Linked DNA regions of Sus scrofa: region 2 is linked to region 1. The links are chromatin contacts, called in public Hi-C maps. All regions are on one chromosome and are shown on one strand. Each heading gives the region's core, a stretch centred on a gene start, on an enhancer-like site or on the middle of the called end of the contact. The rest is flanking DNA. Distances are from core to core; before and after follow the strand shown.

Region 1 (6,674 bases), core at 1,340-3,839:
TTCCTCACAGAAGTAGAAAAAGGGGACTCACTTTCCCAGCTCGCATGCCACCAGGAAGACTGCCTGGTGTCACAGGGACCATCACAGCAGTGGACTGAGTGGCTGCACATCTGCAACCTGTCAGTCCCAGGCCAGCAGTTAAACGGGACCTGCTCCACCCCTGAATGACAGTTGTTCCTCTGCTATTCCAACCACAAAGTTTCACGTGAATCATTTGAAAAGCTCATTTTGAGTAATTCCCTCATTTGTGTGATTCCAAGGCTTTAGACTCCCAGACCTTCAGCTTTGTGACAGAAACCTTGCTAAATTCACTGTCAAACTATATGCCCTGACGCCCAGTTTGGAAAACATGGTCAGCTGAAGCCACGGCAGGCAATGGCCAGCAAGACCACTGGCATGGTTGTGCAGGTTGGGCACTGCACAAGGTCCCCCAGCTGAGAAGGTGAGTTGGAGCAAAGATGACTCTTGTACCCCTCTCACCAAGCTGTGTGTCTTGGTGAAGAGCTGTGTCTGCTGAGAGAAAAGAGTACTTTTTCTTAATTTGCCCAAGAGTGGTCTACAGTGGCTGGCTCTGCTAATCCAGCCATGTGCCCTCAGAGCTGCTTCCACCCAAAGGAATGCTGATTCAATTTATAGGAAAACACCATACATCCCAGCAGAAGTTCAGCTGATCAGGCCTAGGTAGGGAAACCCAGGCCCAGAGCTCAATGCCAGAATCAGAGTTGCCCCATCTTCTGCTGCCCTGGCCCCCATTCAGCAGACATGGGAAGTCCTGTCACCTGGGACCATGAGGTTGGCATTTTAAGATAGAGATGATAAGCAGCCCAGGAGCCAGTTCATCACTAAGTCTCTGATTTGCCACTCAATCTTTTTCCCATAGAAAAAAATATTATAAATGATGGTTGAGACTCTAGATCAGCTCGCCTAAGTCTATTTTGAGTAAGATGTGGTGGAGTTAAGAACCCGGTGGATTGTCAGCCCTTAAAACACAGCCTGGCAGAAAACAAGGGGTCAGATGTTTGTTGACTGAAGAAATAACCTGCCCCCACGGTTGTGATGGTAATAACACTATCTGGTTAATGCAGTGACATTCTGAAGCACCTTGTAATAGTGGGGTTTGGTGGGGGGAGGGGTGGAATGTATTTCACTCTGTGCTGAGAGAGAAGCATCCCTTCCTCTTCCTGCCCACCCCCACTCCCATTCCACCCTTCTCTGCCCAGAGCCAAGGCTGCAGTCACTCAGCCTGGAGTGGGGCAAAGGAATGGGGCAGCAGGAGTTCTCTTGAGGTGCAGTGGGTTAAGGATCTGGTGTTGTCACTGCTGTAGCTTGGGTTCTGTCCCTGGCTCAGGAACTTCCAGATGCTGCAGGTGTAGCCAAAAAAAAAAGAAAAAAAGAAAAAGAAAGAAAAGAAAAAGAAAAAGAAATGGGGCAGCAACAGGAATGTGCTTTTCTGAACACGCCTTCCCTCCAAACACAGCCTTTGTGGCCATTGCCAAGTGCGACTGTGAAGAAAGAAGGGAAGTCGGTATCTCAGGAAACAGTCCTTATTCCATGAGGCCCGGGAGGAGTTCACCCCTGACTCTGACCGGGAGTTATTAGAGGTGAGGGCTGTTCCTAAGCGAGGGCCTTGGCCTTGAGGTTGGAGCCTGCTTACCTAGCAATTTACATTACAGAAAAGTCATGCCCGCCTCAGAGATGTCCAGCCAAAGGGCCACCTCCTGCCACAGGCCCCCACCCGCTTTTTACAGACAAGCACCCTGAGTACCGCAGGGTACATGGCAGGGAGGGCTGTCGCCTGGGGATGTTCCTTCCCTTCTGAGAATGGATTTCAATCCCCCTCTGTCTCACATTGTCAGTTTTTCTCCTCCTCCACCTGGTGCTTGTTCATTGTACCCTAGCCCCAGTTTTGTAGGTTCTTCCACTGCACGTGCCTGTCCCCAAGGCCGAGAGGACTGAGAATCAGGGATAAAGAGGAGGGACCCCTGGGGACAGGTGGTGACTTGACTTCTCTGACCTACAGCTGAAGAGGACCCCAAAGATCCAGAGCCATTCCTGGAGCTGGAGGAAGAGGCTGAGGGGGCCCCAGCCAGCAGTGAGTCTGCCTTCGGAAAAGGGGGGCCTTTGGGATAAGGACTCAGGACTCGAGTGGGTGACAAGGGAAGGGGGGCAGCCGTGCTGGCGGCAACAGGCCCAGGCCAAACCAGACAGACCCCAAAAATCCATCACCTGGCAGTGGGGAGGAGGGCTCGCTGGAGTCTTAGGGTCTGGGTGGGAGGAAGCCCCTGGGGCCCTCAGTAACCTGGAGGGTAGGCAGGAAAGAGCCTGAGGTTTTATTTTTAGAGAGGGACGATTATAAAAACAACAGGCCCGAAAGTAGAGTTGGGCACCAGAAAGGACTTCCTGACCGTGAAGGGCGTGCACCCATGAAGCTTGTTTGTTTTCCTTCCCTGAAGTTCTTTAATAGGAAGCGGCAGGAGAGCGAGGCTCGGGGGAGGCAGGGGACGGCGGGGGCGGGCGGGGAACCGGCGGGACGCAGCGACCCCTAGAGGCCGGCCCGGGACACTCCTCCTCCCTGTCCGCTCAGACTTATACTCCGCACCCGACTCCTGCCATGGCCGCTGCTGGGAAGCCTTCGACAAGCACCACCCGTGCCACTGTAATGCCCGCTGCCGGGAGTTTGGAAACTGCTGCGAGGATTTCGAGAGCCTGTGTGGCCATGGTCAGTCTCCTGCTCCCTTTCGCATAGCCCCAGAGACAGAAGGACCCTCTCTACGTGTGGTCCCGGGACCAGCAGCATCAGCAGCATCTGGAACTTTATTAGAAATGGAAACTCGGAGTTCTGGTTGTGGCTCAGTCGTTTAGTGTCCGCGACGATGCGGGTTCGACCCCCAGCCTCGCTCCGTGGGTTGAGGGTCTGGTGTTGCTGCAAGCTGCAGAGTAGGTCACAGACGCAGCTGGGATCCCCTGTTGCCTTGACTGTGGTGTAGGCAGGCAGCTGCAGCTCGGATTCCACCCCTAGCCTGGGAAAAGAGACGGAAACTCTAGGGCTCATCCCAGACCCATTAAATCAGAAAGTCTGTCGGGGGCGGGGGACCAGTCTGCTCTCACAAGCATTCCAGGGTTCACGCCCAAGTGAGAGAACCTTCCAGAAGGCAGGGGGCTGTGTGGATATTTTGTGGACATTCTGTGGGCAAGGCCATGGGCTATTTTAAGGATCCTTTAGGCCCTAGGCCCCTGCCCTGCAATCACTAGGGTGCCTGATTGCAGCCCCTCTCCCCCACTGCTGGCTTTTGGAAGGTTCCCAGGAGAGGATGCCCCCAGCCTCCCTTGGGCTCTGAGATACCCCTCCCCCAATTCCTCCCAGAGGGTTTCTCGCACAGCAGCGATGCCATCACCAAGGAGGAGCTGCGGAGCATCTCTGAGAAGATCTACAGGGCAGACACCAACAAAGCCCAGAAGGAAGACATCATTCTCAATAGCCAAAACCGCATCCCGCCCTCGGAGACCAGAGACCAAGTGGACCGCTGCCCAGAGCCGTGAGTTCCATTTGTGCCTCTGCAAAATCTCTCCCCCACTTTGCTGCTTCTTTTTTTGGCCACACCTGCAGCATATGAAAGATCCTGGGCCAGGGATCTAGGGATCGAATCCAAGATGCAGCCGCGACCTATGCCACAGCTGCGGCAATGCCAGATCCTTAATCCAGTGCACCTGGCTGGGGATTGAACCTGGATCTCCACCGTGAGTAGAACTGCTACAGTCAGGTCCTTAATCCAACAAGCCACAGTGGGAACTCCCTGGCTTTGCTTCTTTTGGTGCCTGAAGGCAGGCAAGATCAAAGGGAAAGGGACAAAATAGGTCTCCAGAGACAGACAAAGCCATCTTGAGGGCCTGTGGGGACCCACTGGGGAGCTTCTGGGATTGGCTGGGCTGAAGATAGAACTGGCCTTCCCAGAAATGGAGTGGAAGAAAAGAGCAACCTCACAGGAGTTCTTGCTGTGGCACAGCGGAAACGAATCTGACTAGGAACCATGGGGTTGCGGGATCGACCTCTGGCTTTGCTCAGTGGGTTAAGGATCCGGCGTCGCCATGAGCTGTGGTGTAGGTCACAGACACAACTCGGATGCTGCGTTGCTGTAGCTGTGGTGTAGGTCGGCAGCTGTAGCTCTGATTTGACCCCTAGCCTGGGAACCTCCATGTGCTGCGAGGGAGGCCCTAAAAAGCAAAAGACAAAAAAGAAAAGACCAACCTCATGCGTTGTCCCCAAGAGTATCTCAAGTCCCCCCACCAGCCTCTGACCCAACCCTCGCACGCTGCCCTGCCCTCTGTATCTGGACGTTCCTGGATGGGTTCTGCTCCGTGTCCAGCATCCAGGCCTCTGACTGCGCTTCCCCCCACCTCTCCCAGGCTCTTCACCTACGTCAATGAGAAGCTCTTCTCCAAGCCGACCTACGCAGCCTTCATCAACCTCCTCAACAACTACCAGCGGGCCACGGGCCGCGGGGAGCACTTCACAGCCCAGCAGCTGGCTGAGCAGGACACCTTCCTCAGGGAGATCATGAGCACGGCTGTCATGAAGACGCTCTACGGCTTCCTCCACCAGCAGAGTGAGTGGGGCAGGAGCCTCCTTCCCCAGGCCCTGCGCCCAAAGCTGGCCATGCTGGGGGTGGGGGTGGGGGCAGTGTATCTCTGGGCGGGGACAGGGAAGGGGCCAGAGAGGAGCCCAGAGGCAGGAACTGAAGACTCCTCCGTCTGCTTTGGAAGCCACCCCCACCCTATCTTTGGACCTCATCTTAGCCACCTCGTTTACCCCCCACTCGCTGCCTCAGTCTCAGGGTTCCCGGAAGGCCACAAGTCGCCCCACTCTCCTCCAGGGCACTTTTCTGCCACCTCAGTGGATCCCAGAGTCAGCACCACTTTCTCTCTTGCCTCTGCTCCCTCCTCCGGCACTAAGTCCAGCAAGGAGGCTGGCCCCCTCCACGTTTTTGCTGGGGAAGCAGCAACAGAAAATCAACACAGGTTCGGAGGGGGACGTTCTACCCGGAAGGGTTCTGGTTGGAGCGACTCCAGATAGAGATACGTTTGAATCAGACCAAAAAAGGTTTGGGCCGCAGGAGTTCTTGGCACGGGCCGTGTTTGTGAGTGTCCGCCAGATTCCTTTCCTGAACTCCAGGCCGCTGGGCCTTGCCTGGGGGTGGTTCCGTCCAGGTCTTCCCTTGCCGGCCGTGGGGTCGCCTCTGCTCAGCGCCGCTGTATTGCATCCTCCTGTGGCCCCGTTAGGCATTGGTAACCCTGTTTTTAGGTAAAACCGGTGACACTCGAGCGAGCCCTGGGAAGAGGGTGTGATCCTACACCGCCCCCTGGTGTCCTTTATAGTGAACAACAAGAGGATCTTGGAGGTGGAGACTGAGCCCTGGTCCATCAGCCACCCCATCTTCACCTCTGTCCCCGTCCAAATCCCACTTATCCTTCGAGTTCTAGCTCAGATCCCACTGAATTTATGAAGCTGCTTCTACTGCAGTTGGCACACAGCTGACTTTCAGTGTATCTCCGGAGGTCAAGGGCTTGGGGTGTGTCCCCAAAATAGCCTTGGGCCAGAGAGACTTAGTTTCACTCGCTAATGATGCATATGACCCTGGGCCATTAGACCCTCAGACCTTCTCTGTGAAATGGGGTCTCGCGGGATTAATGCATGTAAAGCACTCATTGGAAAGCCTGGCACCCAGTAAGTGGTAGCCACTCAGCATGTGAAACTGTTCTCTGTTATTCCGTGTATTTTTAGTATTGCTTTCCAACTGTGCTGTAAGTCCTTGAGAGGAAGGAATGTGCCTGGTATCTCTTTTGTGCCTTCCACACACAATTCTGGGCAGTGAACCACGGATATTTGATGGCTCCCTCATTCAGGTCCCCGGCCCTGACCCTTCTCTTGGTCCCAATGGCCTTTCCATCAGCTCCACCTGGCTGGCTAACTGCCCCCTCCTCAGTCTTTCCCAGCTCATAATGACCCCATCATTCATCCAGGTGCTCAGGCCAAAAGCCCAGGAGCAATTCTTCTGTTTACCTCACCGCTTCCCATCCCCCTTTCCTCCACCCGGAACATCTGTCACTTCCAGCTTCAAAATCTATCTGGGAATCTGCTCACTTCTCACCCCTCCCCCACGGCTGCTGCCTCCATCCAAGCCACCACCACCTCTGCCCTGGACAGAGTGGTACCCCCACACTGGTGTCCCTTCTTCTGCTCATAGGCCCATTGGCCTTTTTCCTTACACAGCCAGAAAGATTCTTTAAAAACAAAGCTCCTATCACAGAATTCCCCTGCTTAAAACCCTTCAGTGGCTCTCCCACCCCCAAGAAGTGATGGAATTGAGAGATGGGTCTCTGGAGCAAGACCGTTTGGGCTCAAGGGCTGTGTCTACCTCTCATGAAGCGTGCAATCTTGTGTGGGTTCTATAACCTCTCTGCCTCAGTTTCCTCATCTCTAAATTGGGGTAATTACTACCAACCTGATGTGAAAAATCAATGTGAGGACTGAAGGCACTTAAAACAGGGCTGCACATAGAACATATGCAGTAAATGTAAAATAGTTTTCTTACTTTTTTTTTTAGGGCCATGCCTGACATATGGAAGTTCCCAGGCTAGGGGTTGAATTGGAGCTGTAGCTGCTGGCCTTTGCCACA
Region 2 (6,674 bases), core at 2,058-4,557, 130 kb before region 1:
AAGAAGACTCTGATGACCCTTCTGTGACCCTGGACCTGTCCCAGCTCTCCATGCTGCCCCATCTGGCTGACCTGGTCAGTTACAGTATCCAAAAGGTCATCGGCTTTGCCAAGATGATCCCAGGGTTCAGGTAAGGAGCTTCTGGGACATCCAGGGAAGAGTCAGAATCCTAGATGGAGGCAGAAGAAGGCTCAGAAATTACCAATCTACTGCTTCCCAAAATAGAGTCTCAGGTCCTACTCTAGACCTAAATCAGAATCTCTTCGTTAGGCCCAGGAATCTGTATTTAAGCAGTGCAGTCCAGGAGTTCCCACTGTGGTATAGCAAGGTAAGGATCTGGTGTTGTCTCGGCAGTGACTTGGGTTGCTGCTGAGGCACAGGTTCGATCCCCTCCCTGTGCAATGAATGGGTTAAGGATCTGGTGTTGCCACAGCCATGGTGTAGGTTGCAGCTTACAGCTTGGATTCCATTCCTAGCTTGGATTTGATCCCTAGCCAGGGTTGGGCAGGAAGACTTGTAAAGTAATTTAGAGGGAGACGAACTTTCTGGCGTATATAACCTGGGCATCTTTCATCCAATTTATCCCTCATCCAAGGCTGTTTCCTAATCATACCGAGATCTTTTTGCCAAAGTAGATAAGTATAAGGAGTTCTACTTGAGTCAAGACCCTCTCTTACGGAGTTCCCGTCATGGCGCAGAGGTTAACGAATCCGACTAGGAACCACGAGGTTGCAGGTTCAATCCCTGGCCTCACTCAGTGGATTAAGGATCCAGTGTTGCCATGAGCTGGATGCAGCTCAGCTCTGGCTTTGCTGTGGCTGTGGCTTAGCCTGGCAGCTGTAACTGGGAACCTCCATACTCTGTGGGTGTGGCCCTAGAAAGCCAAAAAAAAAAAAAGACCCTCTTATAGATTCAGTCATACAAGTTTCATTCATTCATTCAAATGTTTTACTGTTTTGGTAATAATGGCATATATAATATATTAAATAGTCATGCAGTGTTAAATATTCTTTTTTTTTTTTTTTTTTTTGTGGCCACCCCATGCCATGTGGAAATTCCCAGGCCAGGGATTGAACCTGTATACCAGAGCAGTGACCCAAGCTGCTGCAGTGACAATGCTGGATCCTTAACCCTCTGTGCCACAAGAGAACTCCTAAATATTTTTAAAAATACTTAAAAGTTGCCACTTTTAGCAGATATATTGGTAGACAGTTGTATCTTTATGTATATTCATAGCTTCATTCTTTCTAAAAGTTCATGTAGAACATTGTCATAAAATACTTACACAGTGTGGTTGAGAAATAGAAATAAATTAATATCAAGCAATAGTCTCATCATTTCCAGTAGTAGCAATAGTCGCAGTTGTGGCAGAAGAGGCAGAAGGCTTCCTCAAGACTGATGCTCAGATTCAGTGCTAGAATACTAGGAGCTGGAAAATGATTGACATTGGCCCACTCTGAATGAAAACTAGTATGAGGGACCATTTATCATGTGGGGACTCTCTGCTGTGTGGGAAAGCCATCGGCCACTGTCTAAATTGCCGCATTGCCAGCTAGACGATGGTAATTCACAGAGCTAAACCCAGTACTTCTCAGTTTGTTTCTGTCCTGAGACAACTTGCTCTGTGTTATTTTATGCCTCGCATGCATTCAAACACCAGGAATGTGCCAGTGCTCTTTCCTGGAATGAATGCAAAAATTGTAAAGGAGAGAAAAACGTTCAGCATTGTTGAGACTCCGCTCATTCTGCGTGGCACGTTTTGGTTGCAGCAAAGGGAGCAAAGGCCACTTTGGCAGGCAGAACGGGTGTCATCTGTGAGGTCAGCATCGCACTGGGCCTGGGATTTACCCTCCAGAGCCTTTCCTTGGAGCTGATGACACATTCTGTTTAGCACAGGTTCCAAGTCCCTCCCCCACTCTTCACGTTACTGTTTGCAGACGGCTCGTGTTCCAAAGCCTCGTTTTGTGTCAACATCTAGAGAAAAAAACACTTCAAGGTGCTGGTGGATACACAACAGCCGGCGGCTCCCATCCTGATTCAAGGAGAAGCAGTGCTCTACACCCAGGGTTCATCCCACCTTGTCTAGTGGGGCGCTGGACCAGAGGGCACCTGAGGCCCAGCTCAGATGCTGCGGTTCGGGGATTCTGAGTGGTGGCTGGGATCCAAAGTACCCCAGCGCAGCGCCCTCCGCTAAGTAAACGGAACCCCAGTTTTTCTCTTCGCCCCCATTCTCATACCCTTGCACCCGCAGCACTATCTGCCCCTCTCTTCTTCTCCCCAAGGATGAGCTGAAATCTCTTTCCTTCCCTTCAGGCCTCACTCACCAGAGTTCCCTGGTCTAGCCGTGCCGTCATGGCCAAAACGAGGTCTCTAAGAGCACCTGCTGGAGCCAGCCAGCTCTTGAGGCAAAATCAATTAAATCGATCTAAACAAGCTGGATTGGCTTTTCTCGCTTCAGCCTGACTTGAGAAGTCCCACAGTGGAATGATTCCTAGTAAAAGTGGAGCAGGCCTTAGCAAGAGCTCTGGGGATGGGGTGGAGTGGCGGGGGTGGGGGGTGAGGACACTGACGCAGACGCTCTGTGACCTCGTGGAGCTGATGCTGTACCAGGACTGGGGCCAGAGCCCAGGCTCCTTGGAGGACCCAGGCGGGGCCAGCCCAACAGCTCTCTGGTTCTGCCGGTTTCTGCACTTAGAGGTTCTGTGTTTCCAAGAAGTGAAAGAACAGTGGTTGCGTCCCTGGTGGCTTTGATCTTGCTGCCTAGAGGCGGGGGTGGAGGGTGTGGGGAGGGCAGGATGAGACTTCTGTGTGGGAGAGTGGGAGCGGGGTGGGAGTACGGGGTGGGATGAGGCTCCAGGGCGGGCATGGGACCAAAGTGGGGTGGGACTGGATGGGCTGTGCTGGGTGTCAACGGCCCTGTGGTGTGGCCTTGGCCCTGCTCCTGCCTCCGACCTCTTCCCCCTCGGCCTCTCAGTCTGGCAGCCCCCCAAGCCTCCCCACCTCAGTCCCGCAAGAGAAATGCAGGGAGGAGGTGGTGCAGGAGCAGTCGTGGATCTCAGAGCATGGAACCACAGTGTTCACTGCCCAGACTGGTGCAGGAGATACCACAGAGGGCTAAAGGCCTCCAACCCCACTGCCATTTCCATCCCCAGAGACTCCTGCCTCTGTCAAAGGCCTGGGGTCATAGCGCTTCCCTCCGCCTCTGCCCTTTCCTCTATTTATTTGCTCATCGATCCAGCAATCAGCTTGCTTATATAAACTGGGAGGGAAGAAAGCTGCCTCGGACAGCCTCTGGCCTCCGGAGGGTCAGCGTCTGATGGAAGAGAGAGGCCTGTGAGCGGCTGTGGTGACAAGATTAGGGCAGTGAGAGACGCCTGTTAGAGGCACAGACAGAATGCAGGCCATGGAGGGAGGGGGGAAGCCTTGCCTGGGATGGGGGAGGGGAGACAAGCCCGCATTCCCAGAGCGTGTGGCAGGTGCCCAGAAGCAGCGGCAGGGGTGAAAACCTATGAGGAGGTCCAGGGAGGAGGCCCAGAGCCCGAGCCAGTGTCCATTACAGCAGGAAACTTCTCTGACTGGATTCCCCTTTGGCTCCACCTCTGCCCCCAACCCACCACCAGTCTCAGTTCTGGCTTCGAGCTGGCTCGTAGAAATTCCCTGTATTTCCAGCCCATGGGTAGTAATTTGAGGTTGTTCTAGGTTGGCTTTCATAGCAGGAGTATGTCTGGATCACAGCAGCCAGTGAAATCTCTCTGGCCAAACACGCATGGGATATTCGTTCATTTCTGGCCATCCGTTTTGAGGGGGCCCTTGAACAAAAGGTTACGTATAAAGATATTCCTCACAGAATTACTTATAATAGCAAAACTTCAAAGCAGCCCAAATACCCCAAAGTAAGTGACTGGGAGATTGATAAATAACTTATAGAGTGTGTTGATATAACGTGATGCAACCCACCATGAACTAACGTAGGAAGTGAGACACAGGGTCACTGTGACCTCCTACATGTTAAGAAAGAGATATTTGCGGAGTTCCCGTTAGGGTTCAGCGGATTAACAACCCAACTAGTAAAAAGAGGATGCGGGTTCGATCCCTGGCCTCACTCAGGGGTTAAGGATCCAGAGCTGCCGCAAGCTGTGGTATTGGTTGCAGGTGTGGCTCGGATCTGGCGTTGCTGTGGCTGCGGTGTAGGCTGGCAGCTGTAGCTCTGATTCGCCCCCTAGCCTGGGAACTTCCCTATGCTGCCTGTGCAGCTCTAAAAGGAAAAGAGAGAGAGAGAGATTTGCATAAAAAACAGGAAGAAAATAAACCAGAATGTTCATCATGGTTTTGAGCAATTTTTATTTGTTTTCATTTTCTGCAAAGATTTAATAATCGAATGTTTTACTGTATAATGAATTAAAACCCAAAGAAGGGTGATGTTAGTTTTTCTTTTTCAAGTGTGGATTGAAGAGTTCTCTTGTGGTGCAGTGGGTTAAGGACCCAGCATTGTCACTGCAGTAGCTTGGGTCACTGCTATGGTATGGGTTCGATCCCTGGCCTGGGAATTTCACATGCCACGGGCATGGCCAAAAAAACAAAAACAAAATGTGGACTGAGCGCCCAGAAAAAGGTGGCAAGGATGGCAAGACGTCATCAGGGCTATTTATCCCAGGAAAGATGCCAAGAGGAAATAGTGTCTTTCTTTAAATGGTGAGAGGAATGTCCCATAAGTGATGGAGAAGTCGGAGTTCTATGTTCCTTGAGAGGATGGAACTATGAGCAAGATGACTGTGTCATCGTGTGGGTTAGAGCTCAATAGAAGCCCAAGAGGCGCTTCACCCACAGCACGGCGTGGCTGTATCCCTGGCCCTGGGGGGATCCTGCACAGGCTGTGTGAGCACCATCTGCTGGGAGTGCTGAGGGAGGAACTGGACCACACAGCGTTGAAGGGGGGCCTCCCAATGCTGGCACTGTGAGATTTTCCTTCACTGCGCTTTGGTGGCCATCCTAATCAGGCAAGCCTTTTCACGCCTCCTCATCCATCACTTGCTGATACAGGGCCCACATCTGTTAACTCCGTTTCCCACTTTTTTTATATTCCAAAGTGCAGCCACAGAAGTTGACAGCCCATCGCAGGATATCCAGGAGGAAACATATAGTCAGAAAGGGAGGAAAATCCGGAAGCGATTTAATCCGTGGGCCCTGCTTTCTCCCTGTCATGGTTCAGACAAGCCCAGCTCGTGACTCAGAATAATGGAACTAGTCATCAGCCTCTTGACTCATCGACACCTAGTTATTGACACTCTCCTAGTGCTCAGGGTTCAACGTTCAATGTGAGGGCAACACTAAGGTAATTAAGAGGTGGTGCTGACCCTCAAGTAGCTCAGAGACAAGCACCTAAAGGACAGAGGTGAAGGGGAAAGGGCAAAATACCAGCAATGTACGAGCCACGTGCAGCAGGTCATAAAGGAATGGCTCTCATTCGATGAAGAGAATCAGAGAGTGGAGGACCCAAGAGAGACCTTCTAGATTCAGGACCAGAAAGACCAGGTGGAGCAGAAGAAGACAGGTGCTCCACGCGGGAGCCGTCCCATGTTCAAGGGCATGGCAGTGGCGTGAGAATGCATCACCTGAATGTGGAGTGTCCCACAGTTTAGAAGGGAGGGTTGGTGGAGCCTGCGATGGGAAGGGGGTCTGGAAAGACAGGTTGGAACCAAGTTATGGAGTACGGGCTTGAGCCCGGGGCGTTTGATAGTCTGTGCAGATTTCTGAGCACAGGAGTGACACTTTCCTGTAGCAGCGGTAAGAAAGGTGCACTAGAAACTTGACCCCAGGATTCTAGTAAGAGGCAACTGAAAGACATGAGGGAGCTCTGAATCAGAGCAGTCAGAGGAGTGGGAACGGGGTCCAGAGATGCTGGGCGTCACTCGGGGGAAGGACCAGAGGACAGGAGAGAGAGGGAGAGAAAGCATGGGAGCCACTGGGATGGCTCTAACATGTTTATTTTGTTTGTTTGTTTGTGGTTTTTTGTCTTTTTGCTATTTCTTTGGGCCGCTCCCACAGCACATGGAGGTTCCCAGACTAGGGGTCGAATCGGAGCTGTAGCCGCTGGCCTACACCAGAGCCACAGCAACGCGGGATCCGAGCCGCATCTGCAACCTACACCACAGCTCACGGCAACGCCAGATCCTTAGCCCACTGAGTAAGGGCAGGGATCGAACCCACAACCTCATGGTTCCTAGTCGGATTCGTTAACCACCGCGCCACGACGGGAACTCCTCTACCATGTTTTGCAGACCACCTTAGTCATGCCGTGGCCCTGAGAGCTTCCTCAAGCTCTCTCTTCATAACCCCAGAAGAGCTGTGGCTGCTTAGACCTGGGACACCCCAAAAAGTCACTGAGTAGCTGAGCTGATCCAGCTGGCATTTGGTCACAGTCTTGAGTTGTTCGCAAGTTGTTCTCCCTCAAGAAACAAGTCTTCTTCTTTCCAACCAGGCTGCAAGCTCCTCAGTGGAGGAGCTGGGCCCATGCTGGGCACCTGGCAGGTGTATACCTGTCAAAACACTGCACTAATTTACATGACTTGAAGGTCTCGGCGTCCCATTGTGGTTCAGTGGGTTAAGAACCTGACTAGAATCCATAAGGATGCAGGATCGATTCCTGGCCTCGCTCAGTGGGTTAAGGATCTGGC

What was found. A called contact is a pair of places that touch in the nucleus more often than the background predicts.
Region 2: a contact with region 1 is called in a Hi-C map of retroperitoneal adipose tissue, with 2.1 times the contacts expected there. The contact joins two enhancer-like sites. A contact is called at or near these places in 1 of 5 promoter capture datasets (liver), 29 of 47 Hi-C or Micro-C datasets (adipose tissue, alveolar macrophages, blood and 15 more) and 2 of 2 datasets of contacts at active chromatin or transcription factors (alveolar macrophages and skeletal muscle).

The regions. Positions count from the first base shown.
Region 1 is chr5:78,076,741-78,083,414 of Sscrofa11.1, reverse strand. ENDOU (poly(U)-specific endoribonuclease) reads left to right here. Exons shown (of 11, transcript XM_021092594.1): 3 at 2,021-2,092; 4 at 2,585-2,719; 5 at 3,365-3,536; 6 at 4,405-4,604. Among named protein-coding and RNA genes, the nearest start is that of ENDOU, 10 kb to the left of the region's middle. Within about 2 kb of position 2,589, at least 39 of the 83 cell types and tissues checked have an H3K27ac peak or open chromatin away from gene starts, as enhancers often do. A contact at or near this core is called in adipose tissue, alveolar macrophages, fetal liver and 2 more, where this site is marked.
Region 2 is chr5:78,210,549-78,217,222 of Sscrofa11.1, reverse strand. VDR (vitamin D (1,25- dihydroxyvitamin D3) receptor) reads left to right here. Exons shown (of 10, transcript NM_001097414.1): 7 at 1-130. Among named protein-coding and RNA genes, the nearest start is that of HDAC7, 28 kb to the right of the region's middle. Within about 2 kb of position 3,307, at least 10 of the 83 cell types and tissues checked have an H3K27ac peak or open chromatin away from gene starts, as enhancers often do. A contact at or near this core is called in adipose tissue, alveolar macrophages, fetal liver and 2 more, where this site is marked.